2 separate regions of the Mus musculus genome follow, and region 1 is linked to region 2. A link is a contact called in public HiCAR-type data. All regions are on one chromosome and are shown on one strand. Each heading gives the region's core, a stretch centred on a gene start, on an enhancer-like site or on the middle of the called end of the contact. The rest is flanking DNA. Distances are from core to core; before and after follow the strand shown.

Region 1 (3,483 bases), core at 200-2,699, 1.0 Mb before region 2:
GTCAGAGCCCCATGTACAAACATCTCCTAGCTGGTGTGTGCAACCCTGTGGACCCACAGTCAACTGGAAGGTGCTTTCTTACATAGGGCTTATATCACTTTTCCCAAAAAGCAAGCACAAGATCTTGCATGCATGAATGCATGAAGCTGGATGAAAAGAGAGCCTCTGTTTCCCTTCTGATGAACAATCATACAAAGAATGAGAAATTAGAGTTCTCCTGTCTGCTGTCTTTTATCCTCTGAAGGGCCACAGCGCATGAGATCCTTCAGAGGTTCAAGGAAACCTATGCCAGCTGGTTGTCACTGATCACAGTTCCCTTCCCTCCTTGCCTTCAGTCCCAGCCCAGAATGTATCCCAGATAAAGATGCTCATGGTTTAGGCTGGGAGGAGTCTGGATAGGTGGGCACACGAGCATGGATCTCCAGTGGCCTTTGCCTTTGAGGCTTCTGGGCCATATTCTAGCAGCTCTCTATCTGCCAGCATTTCAGCAGGAGCCAGAAAACTTCTGCTGTTTTCTCTGGGCCTCACTGGCAGTTTGTTCTTGCAGGGGCTTGGCCCAAACTGAGGGCTGGCAGCCTGGGCTCCCAGCACTCCCTGCAGAGCTACTTAGAGAAAACACATTAATGACACATCGAGCCAGAGTCTGAAGAGGGACCTGCCTCTGAGAATTGATGCATAAATGCCAGGCTAGGCAGGCAGGAGGCACCTGCCACCAGGCACTTGCCTGTATTTCCTTAGTGGAGTGTGGCTGTGAGACCAGGTAAACGCTGAGGGAACTAATTGAGTAAAGTTAGAGAAACAGGCATCATCTCAGAGTTTGCAGCCAGAGCTGGATCTGGCAGAAGTCACTAACACATAGGTTTGAAGAAAACGAACGGTAAGGACTCCCACAGTTATTTAGAAGACAGAACATGCAATTCATTTATTTTTAAAGTTACTGTACATGTATGGGTGTTTGCCTGCTTGTATGTATGCCTGAGTGCCACATGTGTGCTGTGCTCACATGAGGCCAGAAGAGGACATTGGATGCTTTGGAAGTGGAGTTACAAATTGCTGTGAGCCACCACACCCACACGGGTTGCCTGGGATTGAACCAGGGGCCTATGGAAGATCAGTTAATTCTTTTAATTGCTGAGCTGTTTGTCTAGCCTCAAACATGAGGTTCTAGACCGTCTGTGTGATTGGTCCAAGACTGCCTCCAATCAAAATATTCTCGGTTAAGCTTTAAAATGCATTTTTGGTAGACCACGGAATAAGGAATCATAGGGGTTCAGTCTTGGCCTCAAGCCTCTTGTTTGCCCAGATCAGGGTCATTTTACACTGGCATGAGCTAACATGAGTACAGCAATGTCTTTGTGGGTTGAACTTGTAGGCAGAGATGTGGCTCCTGTTCCTAGGTCCCAGTGACAATGGCCTACTGTAGGAGGCAAAGGAACTCTGCTAACCTCCAGTGATTTTCCACTCTGCCAACTCCAAGTGGCTCTCTGGCTCCTGGTGCTCTGTTCTCTTTGTTCTGGGATAGATACTTTGTATACTTTCCTTTCAAGGTTTTCTTTTTCCTTAAAATGCACACCCCCTTGGGACTGGTTGTAGTTTAGCCCTTAAGCACTCAATTCTTCCTGTGAGTTAGGGCCCCCTCCCTCCCTGCCCAAAAGCCTGAGACACAGGCGAGAGGGGCTGAGGGAGGAGAGACCAGAAATGGGGACCCGGTGGAGTTTGTGCCTTGAACCTGTGTGCAGCAGCCTTCCACACATGCTTGTTGTCACGCTCAGGTTGTAGAATTTTTCTCTCTGGAGCTTCAGTCTTATGTTTTAATGCATTCATATAAACCATGTTTTGTCACAGTTTTCTCATTGTTTGAATATAAAGAGCCAAATAATATTTCTCTCTTCATGCATGATAGTCATTAAGATTATTTAGCTGCATTAGTTAATAGCAGTCTGTCATCCAGAAAACTAGTTTGCATTTCATTTGGTGGTGGTGGGGGCAGGGGAAACGTTAATAATTAAATATAATCAATAGTGGAATTATCATTCCAGCAACTCTCTCGACCTGAGAAAGATGTTGTCAATTTGCACTTAGTGCTAATGCCATTTATTCCATTAACGGCCTTTATTTTAACAAGCTTAATCATCTTTATAGGTCTCTCTTCCTCTCCATCCCTTTCCCTTTTTTATTGCTCTGCTCATATAAATGCTTCCACAGTTGAGTGACACTGAAGCAGAGACTGAGTGATCACAGCCTTGGGTATGCCTGCCGGGAGGGCGGTCTCCTACTCATCCATACTTGTGTCCAGCCACACACTTTGCAGAAAGCATATTTGGTTAAAAGCATATAGATCATACTGTCTCTGTGCCCCACCTCCAAAGAACTGTCTCATTTGCAGCCAACTTGTCACCGGTCCTGTCTACTCGTTTGGCTCTTTCTGAAGTCTAGAATGGATGAGTGTTAGATTGAAGGTGCTCAAGAGACTTACTTGGGCCAGCTCCTCCCTGTGACATGGCACTGTGAAACACCACAGCATTATGAAGATTGTGTATATCCCCTACACACACACACACACACACACACACACACACACACACACACACGCACACACACCCCGATTGTCTTTACACTCCTGCTTGTTGGTTCCTACAGCCTCCATTCAAACTATCCTGAAGGCCCAACTCTATCCCATGGGCTCCTCTCCACCTCTGAACATGTGGTCATTATCAGCACTGATGAGGCTAGAGATGCCAAAAAGAAGCTGGGCTCCAAACAATCACTTCCCAAGATGCTTTGCCATGTACCTCCTCTGGATGAAAGGAAGGCCGAACTCTCTGGATCTGTCTCTCTAATATTAGCCTGCTTCAGGTTGTCAAGTTAGTCAGATTGTCTACATTGAACAAAGATGAAACTTCCCTACAATTCAGTCAGTCCTAGAGCACACGTGACCCTTAGCTCCTGACATCTAAGAAGAGTTGACAGCCATGATGCATGCGCACCATCGGCCTGGCAGACACTAATTACAGGTGGACATCCATATCAGGATGGCATAACTCCGGTCTCTGCCTAAAGGGTGCCTTGGAGGAGGGTGCCAGGCAGGACTGCAGCTTCCTGCTGGGTTTCACAAAATGTTCTTTGATAAACCAAATGCAATACAAGAATAAGAATGTAAAACCAAACCCTTCTCTCTGTGACTGGCTTTAATGTCTCAGGTGGCGGTGGCTGCTGCTGCTATAGATGCTGCTGACCTGTTCTGCTCAGTGCAGGCTATTACCACCTCCTTCCTTGCAACATATGGCCTGGATCCTCCCATAGTCCTTCCTCTGCCATGCATACTGTCCCAGTCACTCTTCATGGTGTGAACAGACACCATAATTAAGGCAACTCATAAAAGAAAAACACTTAATTGGAGGGCATGCTTCCAGCTTCAGAAGTTTATTCCATTGTCATCACGGCAGAGAACATGGTGGCATGCATGGTACTTGAACAGTAGCT
Region 2 (3,456 bases), core at 257-2,756:
CTCGGGAGGTTATGACACTCTTTCTGGCAAGGCAGATCTTCATTGATGCTCCCGGAATGCTGATGAGAAAAATCCCACCACCCCTTTCCATCTCGTCAATTAAACCCTAATTTAATTAAACCTGTACAAGGCCAACTGCCATCAATTTGTTAAATCCTATAATTTCCCAAACTCCTCTACTTTGAAAAATCATTAAACCATTAAAATACAGCTGGGAAGACCTGGAGAATCTCTGACTGCGGTTTTAAGGACAAAGTGAAATTTGGCTCTGGGCACTATCTCTAATCATATTATGTTAGAGGGTATTTCAAAATAGTTCTGGGGGTAAATTTTTATTAAATATGGGGAGATTGTGAATGGTCAACCAAGCAAGAGTTGTTTGTTTGTTTGTTTGTTGTTAGACAGGGTCTCATTTTGTACCTGGCTGACCCAGAACTCATTATGCAAACCAGGCTGGCCTTGAGCTCACAGACATCTTCCTGTCTCTGTTTCCCAGATGATGAAATTAAAGGCTTATGCTTCCTCATGCTAGGAACTAGTTGCAAAAAAAACACTTTCAACCAACATATTGTGTTTTGGTTGTGGGGTAATATAGACTAAGAAGCTCAAAGACGGGGGAAACACACATACCCCCTATTTTGTTCTGTGATTTCCCCCACGCCTTTAAACTTTATTTTTCTTTTTTATGTAAGCAGGATGTCCCATTCAGAGAATGGTGACCTCTGAATTAATGTCATAGATTTGTAGTAAAAGGGATAGATGCTAGTCATGTATGATTATAAATCAAAGATGTTGTTCTGGGGTCAGTGACACAGAGGGCACATAGGACCACTCTGATGAGGGAACGGAGTTTCACTGTGGTGGGAGCCCAGAGCTCTGCTGCCATCTGCTGGTCCAGCATGCATGACACATGTGATCCATCTTTCCTTAGAACTAGTCTCATTTTAGGTCACAGCTCACCTTGGGCATACACGAACCTGTCAGCCCTCTCTTTGTATTCTGATTCATCTTAGCTGCAGGCATCCCACAAACTGGCAGACACGCAGAGAAACATTGAGAGCACAGGTGGAGGGCGGGACGGACCTAGTGCCCTATTTAAACTGATGGATACATTTAAATGAAATATACACGAGTTAGGGAAGGATGTACCGAGCGAACCCGTGGTAAATTTCAGATCATTATTTGATGCCGCTACTTCGCCGTTTGTCTTCTTTGCCCTCGCGCGGTAAACCAATGTGCCCTTTGCAGTTTGACATGAATATGGTTTATTTTAGCTAAAAATCCAAGCCGGCCCTAGTCACTCTCGCTGTGAGCATTTTCAGGCTCTCCTTGCAATCCCAAGAGTACAGAAAATAAATTTGACACAATGTTTCTTTTGTCTTCCCCCACCCCCCACGCCTCTGGCCAATTGATTCGGAGCTCTGTTTCTGTCTTGCCACTGCTGCCTCCAGGTCGAGCTGAGATTTCCGTAGCTTGTTAAGCTAATTTGGGTGCTGAGCAAGGACAAGTCCAGAAAGCAGATTCACAAAGCAGAGACTCACAGAAGCGGGGCTGTTGTGCTATGCTGTTTAGAAGCTGGCAAACGTGCCCTGGATCCTCCTCAAAACATCCGGCTGAGACAATGCAGTTTCGGGCTCACAGCATTGTTCCTGGAGAGACCTGAAGATCCCTGGAGGCTCCGGAAGCCATGCAAGGAGCGACCCCAGGGGAGCTGTGGTTCCCAGGCCTCAGAGGTGAAAGACAGTGGCTTGCAAATGCAGCGCCTCAGAGGTGAAAGAGACAGTGGCTTGCAAATGCAGCAACAGCATCCCATGAGTGCAGGGGAGCGCTCTGGGTGGAGCAGAACAGTAAAGTTCATAAATTCAGCACGTCAGAGCAGCCTGTCTCCCCTATTTACTCTGCAAGTCCGTGACATCGCGAGCGCTCGCTACTTTACTTTGTCTTAATGCTGGCGCGTTAACCTCTGAACGGTGACTTTCCAGCCACTAGCCTGGAGGCTGTAAGGTGCTTCTGTGCCTATTTTTAGCCTCTTTTCCGCGAAGAAAAGAGAAAATAATAATGTCTCGTTCCGGGGATCCTTCTCAAGCATGCACAGGATCCAGGAGGCAACAGTAACATCCCTAAGGAGCCAGTCTCAGAAGCAGGTGTGGGGCGCCCTCTCTCTGTTATCAGAGAGGGTGCCGGAAAGCAGCTGGGCCACAGCGGGGCACTGGGCAGGATCGCTACGAGGAATTCAATAAGGTTGGCTGCAGAGTTTCAGAGAGCAAAGTGGGGGAGGGGAACTCTGAGTGTGCTGTGCCTGTTCCCTTTGGGCTCCTCTGCCCACTGTGCTGTCTCAGAGGGACAAAATCAAGCACAAAAGAGCCCTAGAAATGTGTCATGTGGGCCACACCCCCAAACCCCCGACCCCGTTCATTTCTGAACAGAATTATCAGAGCAGATGACCTTTTTCTAAAATGGTGCTTCTGAAATGAGTCTATCCTTTGTTTTGTTATCAGAATCATACGATGTGAAATTAGAGAAATGTGTGAACGCAAAAGGATTCTAGATGAAACCCACCCAGAGCAGTATTTTCTGTATTTTGCATTTTTCACGTAAACTCCTTGATTATGTACATATACATGTATGAGGAATGTTGATGCATGGGCTGTGTCTATATTTTTTCATAAAGCATCTCACATATTACCTTTAAATGGCTGCCATTTCTTATGGAGTAGTGTGCATGTGTGAATGTGTATGTGTAGATAATATTTAGATATAAGGATAATAAGTTTATCTATATTTTAATATTGGTCTATATTCATATTTTTCTGGGCTCCGTTCTCAGCAGTAGAAATGATAGCACCTGTATTAATACCATAATGGTTAATATGTGTATGTGTATATGAATATATATACACATACTTACATGTGTGTATATATGTATATAGATGTGTGTGTTCTGTATGTGTGAGTGTGTTGTATATGTATAATCAAAATGCTTTCACAAAATGAATGGAGTAAGCATGGTGATACAAGCCTCGTGGTAATTCCAGGACTCACCCAGTTAAGAGAAGTGAATGCCTCACAGTTAAAGGTCAGCCTGGATGACCAGTAACTTTCAGGTTAGTCTGTTTTAAGATTTGAGACCATGTTTGAAAACCAAACAACACAGCAGCAAAAGATAAACAAATAATTTGACCGTCCCCAGACTATAAAACACTGACGCGCTGAACCGCTATTAATGTTCATTACATCTTTTAATCTTTGTAGATTTGATTTAGAAAAAAAAATAATTTATAGAGAAAAATAAGCTCTCCCTGTTCTCCATGATGGGAAGAAACAGGAATGGAGCCCCGCTGTGATGACTGTGGATCAAGAAATCCTAGAAAACAGAGCAAAACTCAGAGGCTCTGGGAAGTGTGTGCTCTGCTGGGTTCACTAATGTTTTGAAAGTGAAGTCAAATATGATAGAAC

Evidence for each region. HiCAR-type assays count read pairs that join an accessible place to other places.
Region 1: a contact with region 2 is called in a HiCAR-type map of astrocytes, with 13 times the contacts expected there. The contact joins the enhancer-like site here to the promoter of 6530411M01Rik in region 2. A contact is called at or near these places in 1 of 15 datasets of contacts at CTCF or cohesin (pro-B cells), 19 of 484 Hi-C or Micro-C datasets (Sertoli cells, cardiomyocytes, cerebellum and 10 more), 13 of 115 datasets of contacts at active chromatin or transcription factors (astrocytes, differentiating embryonic stem cells, embryonic forebrain and 6 more) and 1 of 9 other capture datasets (embryonic stem cells).

What each region holds. Positions count from the first base shown.
Region 1 is chr17:10,185,772-10,189,254 of GRCm38.p6, reverse strand. No RefSeq gene overlaps it. Among named protein-coding and RNA genes, the nearest start is that of Gm34972, 41 kb to the right of the region's middle. Within about 2 kb of position 1,449, at least 28 of the 459 cell types and tissues checked have an H3K27ac peak or open chromatin away from gene starts, as enhancers often do. A contact at or near this core is called in Sertoli cells, astrocytes, forebrain and 3 more, where this site is marked.
Region 2 is chr17:9,166,072-9,169,527 of GRCm38.p6, reverse strand. It overlaps 6530411M01Rik (RIKEN cDNA 6530411M01 gene), which reads left to right and starts at 1,506. Exons shown (of 3, transcript NR_027881.1): 1 at 1,506-2,241. Gm52287 (a long non-coding RNA gene) reads right to left here. Exons shown (of 2, transcript XR_003952250.1): 2 at 1-3,456.